3 separate regions of the Mus musculus genome follow, and regions 1 and 2 are each linked to region 3. The links are chromatin contacts, called in public ChIA-PET and Hi-C maps. All regions are on one chromosome and are shown on one strand. Each heading gives the region's core, a stretch centred on a gene start, on an enhancer-like site or on the middle of the called end of the contact. The rest is flanking DNA. Distances are from core to core; before and after follow the strand shown. Region 1 has its middle 47 kb from the start of Gm40607. Region 2 has its middle 22 kb from the start of Olig3. Region 3 overlaps Gm33104 (predicted gene, 33104).

The links. Hi-C and Micro-C count contacts between places; a contact is called where the count stands out from the background. ChIA-PET counts read pairs in DNA pulled down with a chosen protein or histone mark.
Region 1: a contact with region 3 is called in a Hi-C map of group 2 innate lymphoid cells, with 3 times the contacts expected there. The contact joins two enhancer-like sites. A contact is called at or near these places in 2 of 15 datasets of contacts at CTCF or cohesin (large pre-B cells and pro-B cells), 17 of 484 Hi-C or Micro-C datasets (the 63-12 cell line, CD4 T cells, CD8 T cells and 9 more), 4 of 115 datasets of contacts at active chromatin or transcription factors (CD8 T cells, T-cell acute lymphoblastic leukemia, large pre-B cells and 1 more) and 1 of 9 other capture datasets (embryonic stem cells).
Region 2: a contact with region 3 is called in an RNA polymerase II ChIA-PET map of memory CD8 T cells, with 500 read pairs. The contact joins two enhancer-like sites. A contact is called at or near these places in 1 of 15 datasets of contacts at CTCF or cohesin (CD8 T cells), 3 of 115 datasets of contacts at active chromatin or transcription factors (CD4 T cells, embryonic stem cells and memory CD8 T cells) and 1 of 9 other capture datasets (embryonic stem cells).

Annotation. Positions count from the first base shown.
Region 1 is chr10:19,288,581-19,293,414 of GRCm38.p6, forward strand. No RefSeq gene overlaps it. Among named protein-coding and RNA genes, the nearest start is that of Gm40607, 47 kb to the left of the region's middle. Within about 2 kb of position 2,656, at least 14 of the 459 cell types and tissues checked have an H3K27ac peak or open chromatin away from gene starts, as enhancers often do.
Region 2 is chr10:19,332,088-19,336,599 of GRCm38.p6, forward strand. No RefSeq gene overlaps it. Among named protein-coding and RNA genes, the nearest start is that of Olig3, 22 kb to the right of the region's middle. Within about 2 kb of position 1,499, at least 17 of the 459 cell types and tissues checked have an H3K27ac peak or open chromatin away from gene starts, as enhancers often do. A contact at or near this core is called in CD8 T cells and memory CD8 T cells, where this site is marked.
Region 3 is chr10:19,490,530-19,495,604 of GRCm38.p6, forward strand. Gm33104 (predicted gene, 33104) reads left to right here. Exons shown (of 4, transcript NR_152784.1): 2 at 426-488. Among named protein-coding and RNA genes, the nearest start is that of Gm33104, 6.4 kb to the left of the region's middle. Within about 2 kb of position 1,377, at least 26 of the 459 cell types and tissues checked have an H3K27ac peak or open chromatin away from gene starts, as enhancers often do. A contact at or near this core is called in CD8 T cells and memory CD8 T cells, where this site is marked.

The sequences.
Region 1 (4,834 bases), core at 1,406-3,905, 200 kb before region 3:
TGTAGACTTGTTATGAAGTTAAAAACTATTTTTGACTAAGTGCAGAAATAAGTGAATGAAACATGAAAAAGGAAAGAAGAAAAACAAAAGAAATTTAAATTTAAAAAATGAAACACACACATCCTTTAAACAATTCAATGGCTGGGCCATTTCTTAACCTCCACATGGCTAACACACTCCCCGCCAATATTCCTGAGTTATTACTTACTAAAATCTATATTCTATCTTTGTTGCCCTAGACCAGTTGCAGGGTGGGAGGAGGCTGCTCTTCCCTGGCTCGTACATGTCCGCTGTCTCTCTGTCCCGTACCTCAGGCATGGTGTCTCCTCTCCTTCCCCAGCATGGCAGCTATCTCTCTTCCTGCCCTTTCTCTGTCCTTTGCCCAGGAATTCTAAAGTCCCGCCTCTGTTCCCTGCCCCGCCATTGGCTGCGGGCAACTTTATTTACCAATCAAAACTAACTGAGGGAGCAGCGTCCCTCAAGTGTCTTAAGTGCAGGCATGCGGATTCTCATGCAATTTGGAGAGACAAATTAACATAATACAAGCAGCATTATACCAAATCTACAATAGTTGGCTCCAGAGGTTTATCTGCCCCCTGACCTTAGAGTCTAGGCTAGCCGCCTCCAAAGCTATTCAGGTAGTACCACTAGTTACACTGTGTGTTGTGTCCCTCTGAACACTTCATAGGATGGGCAAGAATTCTATTATTACCCACACTTTGGGGTTGGCACATGTATTGGCTAGTTTTGTGACAACTTGACACTGCTGGAGTTGTCACAGAGAAAGCTTCAGTTGAGGAAATGCCTTCATGAGATCCAACTGTAAGGCATTTTCTCAATTACTGATCAAGGGTGAAAGGCCCCTTGTGGGTGGGACCATCTCTGGGCTGGTAGTCTTGGTTTTATAAGAGAGCAGGCTAAGCAAGCCAGGGAAACAAGCCAGTAAAGAACATCTCTCCATGGCCTCTGCTCAGCTTCTGCTTCCTGACCTGCTTGAATTCCAGTCCTGACTTCCTTGGTGATGAACAGCAGTATGGAAGTGTAAGCCAAATAAACCCTTTCCTCCCCAACTTGCTTCTTAGTCACGATGTTTGTGCAGGAATAGAAACCCTGACTAAGATAAATTGGTACCAGCATAGTGGGGTATTCCTGTGACAACTTGACCATGTTTTGGGAAGGACTGTGGAAGGACTTTGGGCCAGAAGATCCATTCAGTGTTAAGAACTCTGTCAGATGTTGTGTAGGAGCTTGGAAGATAACGTTGAGAACAGTGCAGAAAATGGAGGCCTGGCTTGTGAAATTTCAGAGGGAAAATTAAAGACTTTTTTCAGGGCCATTGCTAGTTTGATTGTGAAGATTCTGTGGTTCTGGTTAGCTGGGGCTGAAGAATCAGCTGTGATTAACAAGATACCAGAACTACTAAAGTGAAACCTTTGCATTACTGGGACTATTGATGCTGGTTAGCTGGAGCTAAGAAATTAGCGGTGATTAAGAAGAGACCAGCATCATTGAGGTGACATCTTCTGGGAAGTGTTTTCTGAAAGCACAAAGAGGCTGTGTTCCAGAGTTAGCCAAAGTCGTACCTCATGCTGCAGCAGGACTTGGTAATGTGTAAGAGTCACCCAGGTGGTACTGGTTTTGAAGGCATGAAGGGGTCATGCAGAGCAGCTCAGGCTCGGCACTGTGAGAGGCCATGGAAGGCCATTGGTGAAGGTGCAGCCTCAGTTGCAATTGATGGCCCAGGACTGAAGGGGTCATGCAGTGGTTAGGAGATTCAAGTATCATGAGATGACCACCAAGAACAGCAGAAGCAGTGGAGTACAGGCAGCTGGAGCCTAGAAGACAAGGTGTGTGCTACAAAGGACAGGGCTGGAGAAGTGACCCAAGCCCTTGGAGGAGTCCAGAAGATCGTGAGTGGATCCCAGACATTGGACAGTTTGAGTTTGATTTCACTTTTGATTGTGACTGTGCCCTGATGTTTTTCCCTCTTGAAGGAAGTATTTGAGTGGAGCCTGCAGTTGAGAGACTTTTAATTGTAAAAAGACTTTGGATTTTAAAAGATAATGGATATTCTAAAAGCATTGAGCTTTTAATAAGTAAAGACTGTGGTACTTTTAAAGTTATTTAAGATCTTGGGGATGAATAAGAACTAAGGGTTGAGGCTTACTAGTGATGTATTTGTGTGTCAAGTTGACAAGGGGTCAATTGTACTGGCTAGTTTTGTGTCAACTTGACACAGCTGGAGTTATCACAGAGAAAGGAGCTTCAGTTGGAGAGATGCCTCCATGAGATCCAACTGTAAGGCATTTTCTCAATTAGTGAGCAAGGGGGAAAGGCCCCTTGTGGGTGGGACCATCTCTGGGCTGGTAGTCTTGGTTCTATAAGAGAGTAGGCTGAGCAAGCCAGGAGAAGCAAGCCAGTAAGGAACATCCCTCCATGGCCTCTGCATCAGCTCCTGCTTCCTCACCTGCTTGAGTTCCAGTCCTGACTTCCTTGGTGATGAACAGCAGTATGGAAGTGTAAGCCGAATAAACCCTTTCCTCCCCATCTTGCTTCTTGGTCATGCTGTTTGTGCAGGAATAGAAACCCTGACTATGACAGCACATCAGCATCTGGCATTCTCAGTTTCTCCACTTCCTACTTGCGGCTTCTGTCCCCTGAGGCAGCGTCAGATTGACTAAGTGTTCCTTGTTCCACCTTGCCCCTTCTTTCTTAGGCTCCTATTAAAATACTTTTTTTTTCTTTTTCTTTTTTTTTATTTATCCACAGGTGCTGACTTCATTGTCTTACCAAACTCACAACTGGGTTAGAGGCTTGTTAGAGCTGTGTGCTGGTCCTGTGTACATGACCAGCTCTCACCACCCGCAGGCCTGGCTTGCCTTTTGAGTAAGCCTTCTATTTTCCTTTCCAGTGCTGGGGAGAGTTTGGCTGGAGCTGCTGCGTTTGGTCTCTTTGTTTCATTGTTATGTTCTATTTCTCCACCTTCAGCTATCCTACCCGCGCTGTTTGTGAGTTAAGAAGCTTTCCCTCTTTTTCTGTCTCTGCGGAGTCTGTTCTGTGTCACCTGCACTCCTCTTCTTCATTGCATCACACAGAGACAGTGTCTAACCCACCCTCTCACACAAGAAAATAGGAAGTGGTTTTTATTAACTTCCAAAGTAGATATGAAACTATCAATTAAACGATGGTTTATTGTGGAACTAAGTGATGGGGTAAAAGTAAGTCAACAAGCCAGAGAGGTTGTTCTATGTTGGGTTTTTTGTTTTGCTTTTTGCATTTTTTAAAAATCTGAATATGGTGATATTCAGGAGTGGGCCTGAGTCCCTTGCAAAATGCATGTTTTCCCAACTTCCACTTTAGGGAAGAGTAGAACTTAGCTGAAAATTAGTGGTGGCTGGGACATGCCATACTACACAGAGAAGCACCCAGTGCAAGCCTCTAGGCTGTTTCCCTGGAGAAAGATGATTAGGGTCATTTTAACCTATTCGTACCATTATGTAAAGAGACAGTTCTGCCTACATTAAAACTATAAAATGCATTTTGGGAGTTGTTATTGTGAAACACCATAGTAGAAGAATTGATTCTAAAGGTATGCTATTTGACAACTTTGTACAAATTTTAACCGAATATTATAAAGTTACATTATATTTATTAGTTAAAAAGAAAATCTGGTGTTTAAATATTCCCTTTAAAATAGCTATCAGCTTTCTAGACAATTAGCTGCCTAACAGCTGTTTCCAAAAATACACTAACAGGAAGTAATAGTTCCATGGAATTAAGGACTTAGCAACTGCTTCTAATGATCCTGTTACACCCAAGGAGCAAGGAGAGTGTTGAGAACACTTAAATTAGGGGAAAATGGGCATCATTTTAAAAGTTCAAAGCTCTGATCAGTCTTGAAAACATGGATAAGAACTGATTAAGAGACTTAGGACAGAAAAAGATGTCTGAAATGATTAAGACTTCAGTTAACTTTGGAGATGTTTTGTCTCTTTAACTTCAATCCTGCTTGCCACTTAGCAAGTGTTTGCTGTTTTCATCAGCGGCCAGCCTTTCAGTTAGAGGAGTAAATGCATTTTCCCACAGACAGTATTGGGGTGTTACATGTTTGCATAACACGGGATAGACCGGATTCTCTTCATACACTGAACATTGAACTCTGATCAATGATTACATGGAGTTTTGTTTTGACTGTACACCTTAAGCAATTACTTCTCTCTCCATTTCTTAATAATATAGCCTTACTGTCCTTTCAAATAGAAAAAAAAAATTGAGACCTAGTAGAACTGACTCCAAGACCCTTGAGTCTATAGACACACTCATGAATAGGATACCCAAAAGTCTTTGCAACCCCATTCAAATTCACATTTCAAGTTAGGTTCTTGAGAAAGCCATATGGCTTGGCCAAAAGTAATTTGTCTGGACTCTAAATAAGTGGTGGCTTCCACTAAAGGAGATGCTGCAGTCTCTCCAAAAGGACTTCAGGGTACCAAGAAAGAGACACTGGGGGAGGCCTCTCTTCCACTGTGACTAAATCATCTTTTCACAAACATCTGGGATGGTTATTGTTTGTCACTGTGGGCACTTGAGAAATGCTCTCTGATCCTACCAAAAACCTCTGGTTCTCTGATCTCACAGTCTGTCTCTCTCCATCTCTCCCCCTCAACCTTGCTTTCTTTTATCTCTATATTTTACATGTATCCAGTTTTGACAATGATTGGATATCTATTTGAGTATGTTGGTACTTATTTTCTTACTAACTAAATTACATTTAATATGCTTACAGTGTTTCAGTGAAAGTAATGTTGAAAATTCTCATTGTAATAAGTTCTGT
Region 2 (4,512 bases), core at 249-2,748, 160 kb before region 3:
AGCAGCTATACACACCAGCAGGAGATTGGTCCCTCCAACTCTCATCATGGAAAAAGGAGGCACCCAGAAGTCTCCATCACTTCCTGGGGAGGTAATGGATGTTAACAGCTGATGAAGGGCATGGTATCATTTTTTTTTTTCTACTTGTCTGGCCACTGGGGAGCTAAGTAGGAAGAAGGGGTCCAAAGGGAAAGGAGGAAGGACATTGAAGGATAACAAATGGGGAAAATGAGTATTCTAGAAGAACAGAAGATTGTTGCTATTTGCTCTGAATCACTTACCTATCCTCTCATTCAGGTTTTTTTTTTTTTTTGATGGCTAGGGGTCAAGCCTGAGGGATTTGATCATGATAGGCAAGTGCTGTCCCGCTGACGTACACCCCAAGGCCTTGTATATTTTTTCATAGGGCTTGCCAAAGCTTTTGAGGGTCAATGTTCCACTGACTATGGAATACAAGTTTAGTATAACTTTTATTTGTGCCAGTGTGGGCAGTTGTTTTAAAATTCCTGAACCAATTAACTTGTTTAGGTTTCCCAAGGTCACAGTTTCTTCATCTGAAGCTGAACTGATAAAATATAGTTCCTATTATTATAAATACAGTGTGTTTTGGCACTGCACAAATTACTGTGGTAGCAATATGGCTACATTAAAAATCTACCTAAAAGCTCACTACAAAAACCTCTTCATTCCACAGAGAACTTCCACAAGGCCAGTTCCACAAGACTCGCTCTTTGGAACTGTTTGTGCCTAGTGGACAGTCAATGAGTTGCTACCAAAATTCTACTGTATGAAAGCCTGAATTGCATCATAAGTAGCCCTGCCTGGTGATGCACAGCTGTAAAGTCAGCACTTGGGGAGTGGAGATCAAGAGTTCAAGGTAAGTTTGGGATACATGAGACCCAAGAAGAAATGAAGGGAGGAAAGGATGGGGGTAGAGAGAGAAAAAAAAAAGGTAGGGGATGAAGGAAGGAAGGGAGGGTGGGAGGCAGGGAAAGAGGGAGGGAGAAAAAGAAGAAGGGAGAAAAAAGAAAGGAAGGGATAAAGGAATAAGAAAGAAGGGAGTGAGGGAGAAAGGGAAGGAGGGGGAAAACACTCAAAATAAACTATACTAGTACATAAAACATAAAAGAAATTACTTTAGGGATAAAATATCTTTTTTCTCTTTTTCTGTCAGTTGAAAGTGTGATCACAATTTACTAGTCTGCTTTGAAATAAGTTACTCTACTGGCTACTAGATTCATTCATTTCATTTCAGAATAACTGTGATTGTTTTTCGTCTTATGTGTTAATTATAAAACTATGAGAAAATAGTCGACAATCTTATGTACTTGGTGAAGAGAAACTGTCCCTTGTTGTTTTGAAAAATAATTTTGGGGTGTGGGGACACTTAAAAATCTCAGATTTCAGGCTCTTCCAAACTCATAGATAATTGGCCTTGCCAAATGATCTCAGGAGAATTGGCCTTGAGACATATTTGAATCATGAGGCATTCTCGCAATTCACCACACTTTACCCACTTCCTGTGCTCATAACAAGCCAGAGAGGCTGCCATCTGTGGCACACAAATAAAGACAAGAAGGAAAGTTTAAACATACACACACACACACACACACACACACACACACACACACACACACACACACACTTTCCCTTACCTCCAATGCAGTCAGAAGAGGTTGTGTTTGTAAAGAGGATTATCACCTGCTGGATCCTCTTCCACTGTGAGGCTAAGCCCCTCAAGGTCATCCAACTATGGCAGGTGTTGGCCATACTATCTGACCCTGCCAGAGCTGAAATCTTACCAGGATATCTCAGAATAATTTTCTAGTGCAAAGGTATTGAGGGGGATCCCAGAAGTGTCACATTCCCCTTATCTTTCTAAGGAAGTGTCACATTCCCCTCATCTTTCTAAGGCAGGAAAATAGGGGCACAGAGAAAGGGCAAGTGGGGAGGGGTGCTGCTATGAGAAAATCTGAACAGCTCAGCCTTCATTCAACATGAATAATTAAGCAACCTCACCATTAAATAAACCTTATAGCCATTGGCTTCTCACCTTATTTAGATAACTAAGTTTATAGATCCTGGGGTCCTTGGTGCTAACTAAATGCAGCTGAACATGAATTCTGCAATTCATCTAGAAAGCAGGGGAAATCAGACTCTTTGCTCTGTCTTCAGATGGTCAATGATGTCAAAAGTGATTGCAGACCCACTTTGCAAAGTCCAAGAACAAGAAGAGGGGGCTTTGCCATCCTACTTTACCCACTAATGGTTTTACGCCTAGCACCATCATCCTTTTAAGTCATAAAACCTCATATCAAGCACTTTGAGTGTCTACCTTGCTGGATAATGTATTTTGCAAAGCGCTATACACAATGGTGGGGTTGGAAAATCCTTGTGCAAAATCAAGATGGCAATGCTTGTACATCTGCCTTCCCTGAGTCTACATCCAGCAGAATCTAAGTTGACATTCTCACAGAGGTGGCTGCATATCCATGTCTAATGCAACACTATTTATTGTAGGTACTATATAGAATCATCCTAGATGCCCATCAACAGATGAATGCATAAAGAAAATGTGGCTTCAAAGCAAAGCACAATTCATGTATATGAAAACATCACAATGAAACACATTGTGTCCTATGCAACCGGTAAGATGATACAAAGTTGAGAAGATGGCTGTGCTGATGGTCAGCGTTAGTTTTGTGTCATTTAGCAGTGATCTGGGTTGACGAGTGGTCATCTAAGCAGTTGATACATAGTCTAGTAAGTTTCAATACTTGCTTTTTCAGATCCCATGGTATCAGAGCTATAGCTTCAGTGTGGCAAAGCCAAAAAGAGCCACTCATAAGTAAGTGTGAATCATGTCCAAATAACAGCAAATCTAAAGTCCTAAAGTAAAATGCTTATTGGTATTTCTGAGAGGAACCCGGGATAACACTAACCAGGAGTGTTAAACCACACCAGTTTGTTGGTAAGGAAAAAAAATTCTCAGTTTTTTACATGGGGATCAATGTTCTCTATTCTAACAGGGTAGCAACAGAGTAGGACGTCTTTATCTTTGTGGGCCCATCTTCCTCCGTCCGTATACAAAGTGTAAATGTGAAGAACTGATGTCCATTGGCCTTTAATTCTGGTTCCTTCCCTAAGTGTCATCTTTTTCTTCCTTAAAGCAACTTGGTATCGGTAGCAATGAGCTGATTGCAGTTCACTGTTTGCTGAGGGGTCATGTTGCCAGCATCGTACATTATTAACAGTGTGCAGCCCACAGAATTTTTCTTCGTACATCCCCAAGGAACAAAGGCCAAGTTTGTAATATTAGAGCCACAAATTGGGATCTTATTTTGCTTCAAGATGCTTTGAAACATGTAATTATGAACATAACTCTGCCCGTGAACTTGTCCTCATTAACTTACTAATTAGCAGGATTTTGTTTGATCTTGGACTTCATTAGACATTATAGGAGGAAGGCTGCTTCAGTTTTAACACATCGGAATCAACAATTAAGTTGGTAATAAAAAAAAATAACAACTCAGTATTGCTCTCCTGCTTATTACATTTCCAAGGCTACACTGTATCTAATTGAGCAACATTTTACTTAGAAATATCCTAAAGTACCATTGTCACATTAATTTTAACATGAAAACAGAATAAAATTCTGTTAGTAAAAGGAAGTCATAGATTATCCATAGGGTAGATCCACATCTAGTCTTGGTGTTCATGCAACCATGACAGAGGTTGGAAAATGGAAGTGAATCTCAGAGAGCGCTCTCTGCCCCTTGCTCTCCAAGCAACCCTTCCACAGTTCAGAATTCCACTAGAAACTGTCACTCAGAATAAAGAAGTTCCCACCATGCTTTTCTTCTCTGCAATGCCTTGGGTCCAAACTCCTCTCCTTAATGAATAGGATTTGAAACCTCTCACTATTTCTGCCATTCATCCAAGTGTGAATTTAGCTCATTGTGAGACTAGCACTTTTATAATTTTATTTCATAATCCAATTTTTTTCTCATCATCTCATTTTGTGTCTTCAGTGCTGTTATGTGTTTCTGTGAAAAGATGTTCAAAGGTTCAATTTACCTCAACCAAGTGAGGTCTGTATCCAAAGCTACTGTATACATGGTCCTGAGTTACTCTCTTTCTAAGCTCCTTGCCACGAGGACCTCAGTTCTTCCTGACTGGAAAGCACGCTGCCTGCTAAAACATTCTCTTCTTTCCCTTTTAAGCTCTATTAAAAATACATTTTAAATTCTTTTCTTGAAGTCTCTTCCATTCACTGATATTAGAAACACCATTCTCACGTCCATGTGTCTGGCTTCCATGACCCAACTTTGGGGTTTCTTGCAGCCTTGCTGCTCCCTCCTGGGTCAGTTTTACCTTGGATATTCAGGTGTGCTGACAATAGTGAGCATAGAGTTTTATATCAAGATAGACCCACTTTTGAAGGAAGCCACCTGCTTAATTACATTATACCACTTAGTTATAAATAGAGAACAAATGTCTCAGCTGGGATTG
Region 3 (5,075 bases), core at 127-2,626:
TATCATTATTATTATTATAGAAAATTTATGATCACAAATTCAGCATCTATCAAAGAGTTTGGCCACAGTGCACCAAAAAAGCCTCCACCTACTGGGCAATGTTACGACAGGGCAAGATAAAAGCAAAGCTGGTTCCCTTCTTCCCATCACAACAAAAAGGTCGATAAAGCACACACTTGATATCAAACAGAGCTTCCTGCTGGCTTCAGTTACCTGGGAGTCTGGAGCCTGTGGTTTGAGTAATGTTCTGTCCACAATGCCGGGCAGCAGAAGCATAGAGAGAATGTCGGGCTTCCAGCCGGCTGAGCGAGCGCCTAACAACTTCAGACTCATTCTTTATTCTCCATCAGAAACGATAGCAAATGTGTTAAAAGGAAAAAAAAAAGTATTCACCGATCTTCTGATGTTGCCTTTTTTGGTGCTAGGAATTGTGTAACAGAGGTGATCCAGACGAGGTGATCCGCCCTTGAGCTACCTTCCAGGGTCATGTAAGTTTGCAAAAGAACCGAAAAGGAAGAGTTTTGCATAGTTCCTCTTGAAAACAAATGGTTTTTGTTTGTTTGTTTTATGTTTGTTTGTTTGTTATTGTGGAAAATTCCTGAAGAAATAAGATAGAGGTTGCTGGGGTGGGCACTGCAGATGACCAGGTGAAAACAGGACCAAACAGAGTACACATGTGCAGCATAAGTGCAAACATTGTAACTTTTATCTCTTTGATCCTGAGAAATTTTGTCAAAGTAATGACGTTAATATTTTTAAACTCTATATTTTGGTATGCAATAGGACATTTATCCTAGAGTCCATAAGAATGATTTTTTTAAATATGAATGCTTATATCAGTACTAAAGAGGACTCTGCTTGAATCCTCAGGTACTTACCTCATTTTCAAGTGTATCAATTAAAAAGATTACATAATAGGTGCTCTGAGTGGACACATAATTTTCTCACCATTTCTAAACATTCCTACCAAAAGTATAACGTTTAGCTGCCACCCAAACGGTGGAAATGCATATGTACATCTGCGACTTACAAACTGTGTTTTGAGAAACGCTTGTGAGGGAATGCTGCAGCTGCTGATAGGTTGACCTTTAGATTAAAGGAAGGAGAAGACAAACAAAATTCTGGCATGACTGAAACAGAGTGGTAGAAGCCCCGGAGAAGGACCACCAGGGGGCAGCATCCTCAAGCGGTTGTGATGGGGTGAGGCGCCCCCCCCCCCCCCCGCAAGGTTGTTGGTTAGCTCCAGCTATTTAGAACCAGAACCGTTTTCTGATTTCCAAGTTAAAACCCCTAAGTACAAAAACATGTGTCCCCACCCCCAATGTGAAACGGACGAAATTCAAAAGCAAAAATAATACTTTATGCAGCTCAGCATGTACCCTACATCGTTCTGAGCGATGTACATGGATCAAGCAGCTGCCATGACAACCTTTGCAGTGTAAACACTGTTGCTAGTACATTAAAATCACGTGTGCATTTATATGATGCATTGTCTATGATTTTTAATTGAAATTTACAAATGAGGAAACCGGGACACAGAAGTTTATCACGTGCTCATGCCATACAAATACCAAATACCAAGTACCAGAGCTGAGATTCGGACCAAAAGCTCTGGCCCAGAGATCAGATCTGAGACTGAGCCAACAGACTGAGGCTCTCAAGGCAGTGTTTCCTTGTTGGCGCACTATCAAGTTCAGCTACCAGCGCAAGGTCCAACTTATGGCCTTGTCTGGAACACAGCTTCTGTGTGCTGAATCTCTTGAAAACACTTCCCCCGAAAGTTTTACCCCAACAATGCTGCTTTCTTCGTAATCGTGGCTAAATTCTCAGCTCTGGCCAACCAGCATTGAGTATCCAGCAAGGATTTTACTTTAGTAGTTCTGGTATCTTGTTCATCACAGATGGTTCTTCATCCCCAGCTAACCAAAACTACAGATCCTTCACACAAAATGTCCTGTAGAGTCTTTTCTTCCCGCTGACACTGCACAAGCTAGGCCTCCAGGTTTTTTTTTTTTTTTTACTGTTTGCAGCAAGCTCTTACAGAAGTGACTCAATGGCTTTTCTAGCCCCAAGTTTCACAGAACAGTTCATCCTCAAAAGCAGTGAGGACAGGAACTCAAACAGGGCAGGAGTTCATTCAGGGCAGGAGCTGATACAGAGCATGGAGGGGTGCGGCTTACTGGCTTGCTCCTCATGGCTTGCTCAGCCTGCTTTCTTGTAGGAGGCCAGGGATGGTGCCACCTACAGTGGCTGGGCCCGGCTCCATTGGTCACTAATTGAGAAAATGCCTTACAGCTGGATCTTAAGAGTCATTGTCTCAAGTGAGGCTCCCTCCTCTCTGATTCCTCTAGCTTGGGTCAAGTTGACATAAAACCAGCCAACATTTGGGTCTGACCTGCTTCAGGGATGTCTTAGTTACCTTTGTATTGTTGAAAAGGGATCATGACCAAATGTTTTCTCTTAGAAAAGAAGACATTTCACTGGGTGCTGGCTTACAGCTTCAGAGGATTGGTCTTTTGTCACCATGGCAGGGAGCATGGCAGCAGGCAGGCAAGCAGGCAGCTTTACATCCTGTTCCACGGGCATCAAGAAGACAGAGGGAGAGACACAGGGCCCAGTGTAGGCTTTTGCAGTCTCAAAGTCCACTCTCAGTAAGACAACACCTCCTAATCCCCCTAAGCCTTCTCGGTTTCATAACCTGGTGACTAAGAATTGAAATTTGGAAGCCCGCGAGAGCCATTTTCGTGTAAATCACCATAAGGAGAGATGGGTATCAAACATGAGAGGGGTCACCGTGCTTCTGCGGTTTTCTCAGATACCACAAGCTTGCACATCTCAGATCTCCAAGCTCCACATGGAGGGAGACCATGTTTGAGGATAGTATATCTATCTAAGGCAGTATAACATCTAAGACAGATATATCTAATATATGTATAATATATATCTAACATAGATAATATATGTATAATATCTAAGATAGGTATAACACCTAAGGCATCTGGGACTGAAATAAAAAATTTAGTAAGGGAGACTTGATTTTTGTGTTTTAGAAATGGAGAAAGGATGGATCCTATTTGAATGCTGAGCCAAAGTACACCTCTAGCAAGTGAGATTAGCCTTGGACATGTTTTTAAATAGTAGCATGAAAGATTAGAAACATGACCACCTTTAAGTTCACAGATGCTAGCGGGGAGGGAAAGCAAGCCTACATTTTGGAGTGTGTATTAGGAACAACATGTTTTGAAAAGTTAGCAAAGGCAAGTGAGGAGAGCAAGATGACACTAAAGAAAACTAGCATTCATCAAGACCATTACAGAGATGACAACTGCTTGCTGGTTAATGTTCATCTGGCTCAGACCAGCAGGTGCACATGTGTGGGTGCCAGAGGTCAACCTCCCACCATGACTCACTCTTGCTCCTGCATAGACCCCTATTATTGTCAATGAGAGAAACAGCTCGCCTCAACAAGATAAGAGATAGTTTATTCTAGAGCCAGTTATGAGTGACTATGGCTCAGGAACACAGATTTTACTTTCTCCAAATACCACGTTCCAACGAGGTAGCAATTTCGTGCTTTTCCAGAAATAGGGAACCCCAAATTAAGGTACTTTTTAAATGTATTAGTGCAAACATTTGATAAGCAGGTTACAACAAAGAGGTGGACTTTTTGGAATACCTTAGATGCTATCCAGTGATGCTACTAGCTTTTGGGTTGGTAGAAGCCAATAGTCTGTAAGTTCATTCATTCAAGGTTCTACCTTGAAGTCACAAGGACAGGAACAGAAAAAACAAAACAAAAAGAAGACAAAACAAAAAACAAAAAACAAAACAAACAGACAGGAACAGAAAAAAACAAAACAAAAAAAGACAAACAAACAAAAAAACAAAAAAACCCCACATCAGCGGGAGGTCTGAAGATGACTCAAGATAAAGTTTAATTAGGGTCTGAACCTGCAACACACTGCTGGATTCACAGTCTCCAAATTTCTAAAGTTAACCAGCCTCGCTGAAGGGTCAGTGAAAGGTGGTTTCCTTCACAGCAAGCAACAGGATGTGTTTGTTTAAACAGCTGAGACTTAGACTTACTTAATGCCAGGAATCTGCTCTGCGCTCACTCAGAGCATGGTGATAGTGGTGTGGTTTAGAGCCTGACCTTAAACTTAGAGATCTGGGAGTTTCGGAGAAACTGAAAACAGACACGTTAGTGACTAAAGAGAAAGGTGAAGATATGGACAAGTGAACAAAAACGCCCAGAATTCAAGGTCAGACAGTGGGACCGGGAGATAGGGATGGTTTCAAAACTAAACTCGTAGGGCATTCAGAGGGACAGGAAGAACTCGGTGCAGGAGAGGAGAGCACAAATGCTTCAACAAATGCTGAGTGTGTGTGATTACTGAAGGAGCTTCCGTCTCTCTGTTAAGCACCCACCTAGCATGTAGAAATAAGCCTAATCTGCATGAAAAGAGGTTACTGCACTCAAGAATGCCACTTCTGATGGGAAAGGTTGCTGGGAATTAAGGAGCATTATCCATGCTAGTCAGGGGACTTTCTTCCACAGGATACATTTAGTTCCAGATTAGACATGGAATTTTCAAAATTAATTATGGAGAGAGAGAGTTCCTGACTGAGACCTTTGCCTGTTTCTCCTGTCCCTTTATGACTTTGATAATTAGTTTATTTTGAAAGGTTTCCTTCTTTCTTTCTCTCTCTCTTTCTTTCTCTTTCTTTCTTTCTTTCTTTCTTTCTTCCTCTCTCTCTCTTTCTTTCTTTTCTTCCCCCCTCTCTCTTTCCTTTCTTCCGTTTTTTCAAGACAGGATTTCTCTGTATAACCCTGGCTGTCCTGGAACTCACTCTGTAGACCAGGCTGGCCTCAAACTCAGAAATCTGTCTGCTTCTACCTCCCAAGTGCTGGGATTAAAGGCGTGTGCCACCACCGCCCTGCTTGAAAAGTTTCTTTAATGACTTGAACTTGATTTTGCTTCTCTGGGACTTTGCTTCATCATCTATCTATGAAGACAGGCAATAATAGTGGGTGGCTTTCAACATCCCCCCACAGTAAGACCGACTCAGTTAGT